2 separate regions of the Sus scrofa genome follow, and region 1 is linked to region 2. The links are chromatin contacts, called in public promoter capture Hi-C maps. All regions are on one chromosome and are shown on one strand. Each heading gives the region's core, a stretch centred on a gene start, on an enhancer-like site or on the middle of the called end of the contact. The rest is flanking DNA. Distances are from core to core; before and after follow the strand shown.

Region 1 (5,858 bases), core at 2,217-4,716, 360 kb after region 2:
TGATTGGGTTCCCACAAGCCCAGCCACACACCTGGTCCAGGCGGGGGAACTTAGAGCTTTATCGAGGGAGAGGGGCTGCAAAGGGCCAGGTTACAAGAGTTCCCGTTGTGGTGCAGTGGAAATGAATCCAGCTAGTAACCATGAGGTTGCAGGTTCAATCTCTGGCCTCACTCAGTGGGTTGAGGTTTCAGCGTTGCCATGAGCTGTGGTGTGGGTCACAGACGCGGCTTGGATCCTGCATTGATGTAGACTGGCCGCTGTAGCTCCGATTCAACCCCTAGCCTAGGAACTTCCATGTGCTGTGGGTGCAGCCCTCAAAAAGCAAAAAGGAAAAGGGGGGGGGGGTATCGGGTTACACAGGAGGGACAGATTCTCACCTGAAGAAGACACCTCATCTGGCCTGGCTCTTCAGTCTCATGATTTACTCCCTCTTCTAGCCTTTACCCAGAATGTTCTACTCCACCGTAACACTTTGTCTTTTTCCCAGTCTTTCCCAGAGCTCACATCCAACCCCGCGGCCCTCGCAGTCCCTTATTTTCTTCTCTAGGTCTGACAGGCGCCAGGACCTTATCCTGGAAAGAGGGAGCATTATAAGGAAGAGGTTCATCACTCATTCATTCAACATCTGTTAAGCATCTGCTGTGTGCCAGGGACTATGCTGGTGGTAACTCGTAACTGAGGAGGTGACAGTTCATAGGACCGAGGAGGGGCTGGCTCTTCCAACGGCTATATTTTAATGAGAGCTAGGCAGGGGCTGCTTCAAAGACAGTGGTCATGTCTGAGCTGAGACCTAATTGCAGAGCTCAGTTGAGTCCCCACAATTGGGGTCTTCAGAGTGGTCTCAGTGCAACAAGTACAGAAGTCCTGAGGGAGAATGAAGTTGTCCCGTTCTAGGCAGCAAGGGAGGCGTTGAGGCTGGAGATGAGAAAGCTGGGAAGAGGGAGAGTAGAAGTTGGGGGAAATAGCCAGAATACCTTACATGGCCCTCACTCACTGTAAGTGAGATGCATATGATGCATGCAATGGGAGGGTTGTGAGTGGGTTAGGTGGACAGTGATGGGACCTGATTTTTTTTTTTTTTTTTTTTTGCTTCCTTTTAGGCCTTAGGCCCGCACTCACGGCACATGGAGGTTCCCAGGCTAGGGGTCAAATTGGAGTTGTAGCTGCTGGCCTAAGCCACAGCCACAGCAATGCCAAATCCAAGCCGTGTCTGCAACCTATACCACAGCTCAGGCAATTCCAGATCCTTAACCTGCTGAGCAAGGCCAGGGATTGAACCTGCATCCTCATGGATGCTAGTCAGATTTGTTCCTATGGAGCCACAACAGGAACTCCCTGATTTAATTTTTAGTGCCACAGGAATAAGGGCATAGATTGGACATCAATAAGGAAGACACTGGAGTTCCCGTCATGGCGCAGCGGAAAAAAATCCAACAAGGGAACCATGAGGTTGTGGGTTCGATCCCTGGCCTTGCTCAGTGGGTTAAGGATCCGGTGTTGCTGTGAGCTGTAGGCTGGCAGTTATAGCTCCCATTTGACCCCTAGCCTGGGAACTTCCATATGCCTTGGGTGCAGCCCTGAAAAGACAAAAGACTATATGGATGAGGGTAGTTTGGTTTGGGGAGGGTAGAGTTGGCAAAACCTGGTGACCACCTAGTTGTGGGTCTGAGAGTCAAGGAGGTATCTAGAGTCCAGGATGACCCCAGGTCTGTAGCCAGAATAATCATGTAGATGGTGGGGTCATAGTCAAAAGGGGAGACCTTCACCTGCTGCCCCCTCTCCACAGTGCCAGCACAGGTTATTGCTGACCAGGCCTTGGCACCCCCTCCCTCCATGGCCATAATCCTATCATCTGCAGGAACTATGGGAGTGGGCACCAGGGAACCAAGGACAGGGCCACACTTCGAGGCGCCTGTGGTCACCTGAGGCTGCTAGGCTGAGAAGACATTCAGACTGTGGCTGTAGTCCAAGGCAGCCTAGATTGTCCTGATTCTTATCCTACCCCCACTTAGCACTTGCCCTGGCAGGAGGGCCTCTAGGTTCTCTCACACTGGCCCTCTGCTGGGGCCTGGGTTGAAGGTGAGGGAGGCAGTGGTTTTAGAAGGTGGATCCCCTGGGCCAGGGTCTGAGGTGAGAGATAGCTGGACCTTAGGAGAGGAGGGTACCCCAATTACCAATGTGCTTCACTAAAAGAACACAAGAGAGGCAGGCCAAGACAGTGAGTATGTTCATTGACTGTCACTCCAGAGAGGCTGGATAAAGAGGAAAAAAGAAGGGAGGGAGGGAGGGGCAGGACAGAAGTCTTGGGACCAGCCAGGCATAACCAGGGTGTTTACTGGCCCTCCAGAGAGGGTATGTGAAGGATCAAGACCTCCAGTCTCCAAACACGCTGGTCTCTCTATTCCAGAATGAAGTATGGTACTGGAGTATTACTGGCTGTTAAGTCTTTTGCCCACTCTATTCACCCCAATTCCATGTGCAGAGTCTGTGTCCTCTCTGGAATGAGTTTGCATGGGGTGGGAGTGGCCTGGGGCATGAGATTCCAACACCACCCCTCCTGCTTTTCGTAGAAACTTGCAGATGGCCATGGCACTGGGTTGAGGCTCAAGCTCACTCTTTTTTTTTTTTTTTTTGTCTTTTTTGTCTTTTGTCTTTTGTTGTTGTTGTTGTTGCTATTTCTTGGGCCGCTCCCGCGGCATATGGAGGTTCCCAGGCTAGGGGTCGAATCGGAGCTGTAGCCACCGGCCTACGCCAGAGCCACAGCAACGCGGGATCCGAGCCACGTCTGCAACCTGCACCACAGCTCACGGCAACGCCGGATCGTTAACCCACTGAGCAAGGGCAGGGACCGAACCAGCAACCTCATGGTTCCTAGTCGGATTCGTTAACCACTGCGCCATGACGGGAACTCCTCAAGCTCACTCTTGCTTAACCCAGCCAGCGAACTGCTTGGTCAAGGCGAAGTGGTGTTTATGAAACCCCGAAACAGGCGAACTGAATTCTCACTGGAAAGAGAAATGCTTACCAGGCTAATGTTGCCTGAACCCAGATGCCCTTGGGGCAGAGTGCAAAGAACCAGCCTGGGAGATGCATAAGGTTGCTGGTCAGCTCCTGGTCCCAAGTTCCAGAACTAGTTGCCGGGGAATGACTTATCCCCTTTTTCCTCTTATTTGATCCGGGTCACTCAGCAGCAGCGAGCATTGGACCCGCTCGGCCCGGCGCATTCTAGATCCCTGGTAAGGGAGGCGCCAGGAATCGGGGGTGAGGGCTACGCAGCGTGGACTTTGGGGTGTCCAGCGGCGAGCTGGGTCCGACCAGCTGGGAATATGAGTGGAAACCGGGCTGAGCCTCAGCCGATCGATGCACTCGGCGTGCAGCGCGGTTAAGGGAGTTGGCCCGGGATGAGCAGGGGCGGGGCGGTGAGCTCTGACTGGGAGGGACGCCCAGGCAGCGAGTCCCTATTGGCAGACCATTTGCAGGAGGCGGGCCCTGATTGGCCCAGCCTCTGTGAAGGCTGTGAGCGGCGGGGTTAAGTGCGTCGCCGCCGCCCGGGCCTAGGCACGAGACGCGAGAGCTGAATCCGCACCTCAGACCAGCAGCTGCAGTCGCTGCTATGGGTCTCTGCCCCTACCGCGCCGCCCTGCTTCCGAGTGTCCTCCTGTTCCTCCTGATGCTCACAGACCCGGCGCTCCCAGCCGGACGTCCCCCACCGGTGGTGCTAGGTAAGGCGCGCGTCCAGTCGTGGGTCCGTTTGTTCGTGCGTCCAGCTGGATGGGGCTCGGGCGAGGCTGTCTTCCAGTTCTGCATCTGCTCTAAGCATGGGATTGGGGAAGATATGACTGTCTTGTCACCTGGGTCGGTCCGTCCGCTTCCCGCTTTGCTGGGCGCGGGTGTGGTGAAACTCTTGTCACCTTCCACTGTAGAATATAGGGATAAGTGGGATGGTTACCGCGCATTTGTGCGTCAGTTCAGTCGTTATTCCCAAACATGTCAGCCCCAAACATCCCCATTTTTCACCTGGAAAGACCGAGGCCCTTTGGCCCCGCAAAGGAGGTGGGGTGGCTTCGGAGTTGGCTCTCAGAAGCCTCAGCGTTGACTTGGGCCTGGCTAGAAGATGGTCTCCCTTTGCCTTTCAAGCCCCACAAGTTTCAGAGTGCATTACTGAAAGGAAGTTCTTTGGAGAAAGGATTCCTCTCCTAGCCTTCCACGAGGGCTCCGCCTGACTTAGCAAATGTGTGGCCCTGAGCCTGAGAGAAGAGGCTCAAGGGTATCCGAGGGTGGCCATAGACAGAGGTAGGAGTTGAGACAATGACTGTGAACAGATGTCATACTCTACCCTTACTTCTGCCACACCTTCTTGGACTACGCTATGTTGGGGTTAGGCAACCTCCCCTGCCTGTGTTCTCCTTGGTCCTGGCCCAGGCCGCTCAGTGTTTCCTACTGGTGGGTGTGGACATGGATGAGGCCTCTGTCTTGAGGGCTTTGGGTACCTCATTCAGGCCGTGACCAGCCAGGACTCTAGAAGGCAGAGGCATGCTGAGGTATACGTTACATACTGAACGGCTGCAGCATGACCCCCCCCCCCATGCTCTTTCTACTGTAGTGTTTTAATGAGGATGATGCAGATCACAGAGGGTGGGGTTGGCATGCAGTCCCAGGCACGCCCACCAGGAGCTCTGGGCCAAGAAATGCTCCAGGGGTATGCCAAGTTCACCAGAGGGTCTGGGCAGATTTGGTCCTGCTTCCCCTAAGCTGGCAGGATGATCCTGAGAGCTGAGGTCTGTGATAGGCAAACACAGAGAATCCACCAACCCAGTCGGGGAAGGCTTCCTGGAGTACGCAGCTGGGGCTGAGGCCCAGAGAGAGCTCCAGGCAGAGGGAACTGCATATCGGAGGGAGGGAACTAAGCAGTCCTGGCTGCCTGGAATGGAGTGGGGGCAGGGGTGGATTGTGCGGGCCTCGTGACTGGATGGGTCATCCGGACTTTATCGTGGGGGCCTTTAGGGAGCCTTATGTGAACCTAAGGAGTTTTGAGTATGAACACTGTGGCATTGGGAAGTGTGTGGTCTCTGACTGGACTGGTCCTAGGCCTTTTTACCTCATTAATTCGTTCAGTTCTGGGTTATCCTGGGTCACAGCAGAAGAGCCTCAGGCCTCACCTAGAGGCTCAGAGTAACTGGAATCCTAACCTGCCTAACTCGTCAGAGTATGAGGCTATTGGCATTAATCCTGGGAAACCCCATTGTGGGCAGCAGACAAGCTCTTCCTGGGCACAGAGCAGGGACCGACCTGACCTTGACCATCAGAGGATTGGCATCCAAGGGTGACTGGTCTCTATGGGTGGGACCCAGATTGAAGGGAGAGGAAGCAGAAGCCAGAGAAGGGGTACAGAAGACCCTGGGCAAGGGGAAGGGACTGTAGCAAGCCATTTCCACCTCTCACCCTCAGTCGCCTTATCTATAAAGTAGACATAATAAGGATATTCTCAGTGTTATGTGAGGTTAAATGCACATGGATGCCTCCTATTCTAGTTTTTGGTGTAAAGAGGCTCTGGAAGTGACCACTGGTGTTTTTAAAGGCCGCACAGCCTGGCCAGGGCAAAGGGTATCCAGATGAAGCAGATCAGGTGACTTCCTCTTTCAGGCATTTCCTCTCTGGTGGAGACAGTGACTGAGGTCTTTACACTGTCCTGCGTGGTCCATAGGCATGTCATCCAGAGGCTATCATTCTGGGGACTCCCTACTTCTACACCACCTCATGAAGGGAGGTAAAGGCAGGTGCCACACTTGCCTGCCATGGTTGCTCTGAGGACACTGTAGGGTGGTGCACAGGAAGGGTGTGCCCTCTGCAGGATTGGG
Region 2 (5,716 bases), core at 2,837-5,336:
AAAGGGAAGAGAGTACAGGCTAAAGAAGTAGGCCAGGGCTTTAGCTCTGACAAGGGTAAAGATTGAGCAGTAAAACCCAGCCTAGTTATCAAGGAGGGAAGAAGGCCACAGGCAGCCCCAGGGTACTGATTTGGAGTCTCCTGGCCCAACAATGACTCTGCTGTTGGATAGAGAAGGGATCAACAAACAGGGACTCAGTGGGGGAGAGGGCACTGAAAAGGAAAATCCACCAATGCCAATCCCTGCTCAAGCTAGGCTTGGCTCCAGGTCTTGTGACCCACATACTCACCATTATTCTGTGGCCCAGGCCCACCGCTCAGTGTCCTGCGACTGTCAGCCCTCTCCAATTCTTTAGCCCCAGAGTGAGGGGGGCAAGGCAGGGAGTGGCGCACACTGGGGGAGTGGCCAGCCAAGGGCTGGGAGAACGGCTGGGTGTCCTCCAACACTGTGTCTGTTGGTAGAGTAGCAACAGGGGTTCTGAGGCTCTCACCTAGCGATCAAGGGCCAGTTAACACTCAGTGTTTTGCAGGACTATCTGCTGCTACCCGGTCACCATGGCCGGGATAGTAGCCCACAAGTCTGCCTGACTGGTCCTCAGAGAGAGAGGGCTGCCTAGGCTTGCCCCACCAGAAGCTGCTCAGCCATGTCTCCACTCTGTACTTCTCACTCAGCTCCCTCTGCCTAAACCTCTTCTCTTAATCTGGTGAACCTGACTTGTCCTCTGGAATCAGGCTTCCAGGTCAGCTCTGACTAACCAGCTGAAACCTAGCACTTTTCTTTTTTATTTTGGCTGCGCCTGTACCCCTCAAAAGTTGCTGGGCCAGGGATCGAACCTGCACGACAGCTATAACTAGAGCCACAGCAGTGGCAAAGGTGGATCCTTAGCTGGCTGAGCCATTAGGGAACTCTGACCTAGCCCTTTCCAACCTCCCAATAAGCTCCAGCCACCATACCATGTCTTTTTTGTACCCTCAGCCCTGTAGTTCTTCAAGGATATGCGGTCCTGGAAGATACTGAGGGACTAAGAACTGGGTCCCCTCAAGAAAAGACGCAATTTGTGGAAAGAAAGCAGAAACTCCTTATAGACCTACTGACCAGGCTTGCTCACTGTCCTTGACACAAAGGAGAGAGGAACAACCTGGACTCAGCAGCACCTCCTATCTCTCATGAAGGGAGAGCTTTCCTCACAGGCCGGAAGAAGGAAATCTCAACCTTACCTGGAGGAGGCAAGGCCACAGAAGTATCTCGCAGATCCTGGAAAAATGTACCCACATCTACAGCACGTCGGGTGAGGGGTCTGCGGGCCAAACCAGGCCTCTTCACTGACAGTGGCTGGAGAGGTGTGGCAAAGGTCAGGTTGAGGGAGCTGGTGGGAGGGACAGGGCACAAAGCAAAGTCAGGTACCTGAGGCCCAACTCCCCTCCTCCACCCCAGGATTCCTCCAACTGCCCTGAGGCTCTCATCTTTAGAACACAGCCACCAGGCTGTAAGCACAGAGCACTACGGCAGATCCCATTCTAGTCAGCACCTCCTTCTCCAAGCCTCTCTCCCACCAACTCCCAGAACAGGCAACAGCACCTGGTGAGTGAAGAGGCATCAGCATTCCCACGAGACTCTGCAATAGGATGTAAAAAGAAACCATAGCAAAGTACCCAGGCCGCCTCAGCCTCTCCAGAGGACACAAGAGAGATGGTGGCCACACGTGTTGTCCAGGACCTCACCTTGAGAGAGAGGCAGCTCCTGGTCCATTCCTTGTTGAAACACTGACAACCTTAGCTTCTGTTTCCTTCTGCCAGAAGCCAGCAGACCTGGAGCCAGGGTTGTGGGGGGTTCAAGTTCAGGAAGCTGCAGCTCTAGGCTACAAAGATGGAGCTTAGTTCAGGCAGGCCAAGACACCAAGCTGGCTCTTGAGGTTCCCAAGAAGTTCCCTGACCAGGGCTGCCCAACAGCCCAGCCCAAGGAGGAAATTCACTGCACCTGCTCCAACTGCTTTCCCGTCTGGAAGGCTGGACCATCTGTGGCACCGTCAGTGGCTTCATCACAGACTCCGGCATCACAGTGGAAGATTCTGGGGCTGTAGAAATAGCAAGGAGAGGGTGAGGCTGGCAGGGCAGGCTGCCCTAAAAGAAGGATACATGGGACTGATTCTGACCACAGGCCAACCCTCACTCACCAGTTAGTAAGATGTTCTTCAGCAGAGTTCGGGGTGTTTGTTCCTCCAGGTGTCCACTGGCTTGAATATGGGCCAATCTGTCAATAGACTTCGGGTAAAAATACCAAGCAATCAGTCTGTTCCTTTGCCTTATGAGTCCCTCAAGGTGGGCTCCAGAGCAGAACTAGAACTTAACAGCCCCCTGAAGGCAACTAGAGCTCTGCAGTGGTCAGAGGATGGGGCACTTACCCTGATTCTATGAGATCGACGCCTGGCAGACATCTTTGTTTGGCTCCTCAGCCTCCTAGAGGAAGATGTTTCAAGCGGGGATATCTGAGCACTGTGTAAAAACCAGCAACTGTGAGAATTATATAAGGAGGAGGATCTAGAGAAATGTCTTCATCGGGGATCTTGGCTGAAGTCCTTATACCTCAGGAACAAGGACCCAGAAACCACTTGTCCCTCCCATAGCCCTGTTCTCACACCTTTGTCAACAGCATTATTGATGAAAGGGAGCCTGAGGGAAGAGAGAGGGAATATAATGAGCCCACCAGAGAGAGGGGCTGAGGAAGGCTTCAAAGAGGTGACTTTGGAAGAAGTAGGGGTTAACCACACAGACAAAAGGAACAATTGGAAGAGTATTCATTCTAGACACTAAAATAACAATCCAAAGACATTTAAGTATTTGTAAACCTTTTAAGTACTTGTCAGGGTCTGAGAGCAACCTCCATGTGGGTCATTCCAGCCCTAGTCTCTCCAGTCCAATTCCCTCTCAGATTTCAGAACCACATATATGTTCCTAGGGCACAACTCCCACCTTATCACTCATAGGTGAAGGAATGGCTTCCCGTTGTCTATAAAGGAACTGTATTGCCCGAGGAAGCTCGCAGATGCCTGTCTTCTACACCCTTTGCTCACCCACTGACACTCCTACCAAGTCAAACCAAATTCCTTGCTCCCTAGCAAAGCATCTTTCCAGTTTCTGCCTTCCGACTTCTGCCCAGGCTATGCTCTCCAGCTCCTTTCCCATCTTCCAGGTGGGAACTGCCTGAGAGGCAGTTCTGGGCAGATGCCTGGGCACACGCTGGAAAACTGGCCTGGAAAACAGAGCAGAAGTCCAGATTCTGAGCGCTGTTCTTTGCCTCCAGAAGCGGGCCTCCAAAGAGCTCTGAGGTCCCGAGCGGTGGAGTCTCAGGGGTAGGGACACAAACAGCTAACCCGAGCCCAGCTAGGGGAAAGGAGCCTGTTCTCAGAGCCCTGGGCTCTGCTCCTTTCCGAAACTGTTTCCCTCTCCAAACAGGGTCAGCGCTGGACCCCACCGCCTCTATATACCCAATCCGAGCACTTCGGGGTCGCCGCGGGGTGCGCGGATCCGCTGTATCCAGCACGCGCCGTAGCAGCGTGCGCGTCGTAGGCTCGCTGTCCGGGCTGTGGCTGTCCGCCATCGCCTCAGCTGTCCGTACTCTCAACCGCTCCCGCAGCAGGGACAGCCGCCTTCCCGCCGCCGCATTTAAGCCAACGCTCGCGAGGCTGCTTTTTCAGGTCAACTCTCGCGACGCTGCCGCACAGCCCGACGGGAATTGAAGTTACAGACGTGCTGCCCGCTTCATGTTCAGCGAATATAGTGGTGGTTGCAAACTGGTTTTGCAGGCATTCTTACCTTGAGCCTGGGCAAACATACGCAAGTCTTGCTTTTCTTACATGTAAACTGAGGATGATAACCACCTAATAAAGGGTTAGTGGTGGTGTAATGATTCAATGAGATAATGTTTAACTCATGATCTGACACATAGTAATCCAGGCCATCAATGAATAGCAGTCATTGGAGTTCTTCTGTGGCCCACCGGGTTAAGGATCCAGGTTTGTCTGTGCAGCAGTTTGTATCGCTACTGTGGCATGGGTTCAATTTCTGGCCCAGCAACTTAGGAAGACTTAGGCATGCAGCAGGAGTGACCAAAAAAAAAAATAATAATAAAATAAATAAAATAAACAAACAAACAGCAGTCACTATTGTTAGACCATCTTCTTCACCAAAGATGAGGTGAGACAAATTTGGGTGAAGAAAAAGTAACTGTTGAAGTTCCCGTCGTGGCTCAGTGATTAATGAATCTGACTAGGAACCATGAGTTTTCAGGTTCAATCCCTGGCCTGGCTCAGTGGGTTAAGGATCCTGCGTTGCTGTGAACTGTGGTGTAGGTCACAGACATGGCTCGGATCCTGCGTTGCTGTGGCTCTGGCAAAGGCCGGTGGCTACAGCTCCGATTGGACCCCTAGCCTGGGAACCTCCATATGCCACAGGCATGGCCCTAGAAAAAAAATAAAATAAAAAAATAACTGTTGAAGTTCCTTGGTGGTGCTATGGGTTAAGGATCTGGGTTTGTCACTGTTGAGGCGTGGATTGGATCCCTGGACCTGAAACTTCTGAAGGCGTCTGGGCACAGCCAAAGAGAAATGACAACAGCAGCAAAAAATATTCTGTATGTGACCTGGTCAGATTTGCATTTGCAAAGACCAATGTGTCTGTAACATCCATACCTATCACAAGAGAGCATTTTGCAGGCTTGGCGACTAGTGGGCTGTTTGTGATCCAGGAGAGATGTTATCTTCAGATATATGCAGTTATGAGAAGAATTCCAGCTCTCAAAAAATCTGTCAGTGCTGGAGATTCCATTACCATATTTTCACCAATTGAGAGCCCCCTCCTCCACTTTCTTAAATTTTCATCAGGGAGGTTTGTTTTGTTTGTTTTTTTTAAGGGCCACACCCACTGCATATGAAAGTTACCAGGGTAGGAGTCAAATTGGAGCTACAGCTGCTGGCCTACCCCACAGCCATAACAATGTGGGATCGGTGCCAAGTCTGTGATCCACACCACAGTTCACACGGCAATGCCGGATCCTTAACCCACTGAACAAGGCCAGGGATTGAACCCCTGTCCACATGGATACAGTCTGGTTTGTTACCACTGAGCCACGAAGGGAGCTCCCGGCATTGTTAGTGCAACAGCTTGGGTGGCTGCTCTGGCAAAGATTCGATCCCTGGCCTGGGAACTTACACATGCTTACAGGTGTGACAAAAAAAAAAAAAAAAAAAAAAAAAAAAAAAAAAATCATGGGAACTGAATTAGAACTTGAATTCTTTTTTTTTTTTTTTTTTTTTTTTTTTTGTCTTTTTGCTATTTCTTTGGGCCGCTCCCGCGGCATATGGAGGTTCCCAGGCTAGGGATCGAATCGGAGCTGTAGCCGCCAGCCTACGCCAGAGCCACAGCAACATGGGATCCAAGCCGAGTCTGCAACCTACACCACAGCTCACGGCAACGCCAGATTGTTAGCCCACTGAGCAAGGGCAGGGACCGAACCCACAACCTCATGGTTCCTAGTTGGATTCGTTAACCACTGAGCCACGACGGGAACTCCAGAGCTTGAATTCTGATATTCCTGTGGAGTTCTCCCTCATGCTCCTAAATTGGGTGTAAACGATCAGATAGTGGAAAGAAGCATGGGCATATGTGTGCTTGTGTTAAAAAAAATAGATCAGGAATTCCCATCGTGGCTCAGTGGAAAC

The links. Promoter capture Hi-C pulls out the DNA fragments that hold promoters and counts their contacts.
Region 1: a promoter capture Hi-C map of fetal liver shows a contact between it and region 2, with 2.6 times the contacts expected there. The contact joins the promoter of PLA2G15 here to the promoter of CENPT in region 2. A contact is called at or near these places in 1 of 5 promoter capture datasets (fetal liver) and 1 of 47 Hi-C or Micro-C datasets (heart right ventricle).

The regions. Positions count from the first base shown.
Region 1 is chr6:28,817,154-28,823,011 of Sscrofa11.1, forward strand. PLA2G15 (group XV phospholipase A2) reads left to right here and starts at 3,467. Exons shown (of 5, transcript XM_021094161.1): 1 at 3,467-3,722. The coding sequence starts at 3,614.
Region 2 is chr6:28,452,534-28,458,249 of Sscrofa11.1, forward strand. CENPT (centromere protein T) reads right to left here and starts at 4,087. Exons shown (of 11, transcript XR_002344575.1): 1 at 3,485-4,087; 2 at 2,402-2,492; 3 at 2,174-2,261; 4 at 1,978-2,074; 5 at 1,722-1,858; 6 at 1,218-1,366; 7 at 290-451. It overlaps TSNAXIP1 (translin-associated factor X-interacting protein 1), which reads left to right. Exons shown (of 16, transcript XM_021094108.1): 16 at 976-1,210. The coding sequence ends at 1,117.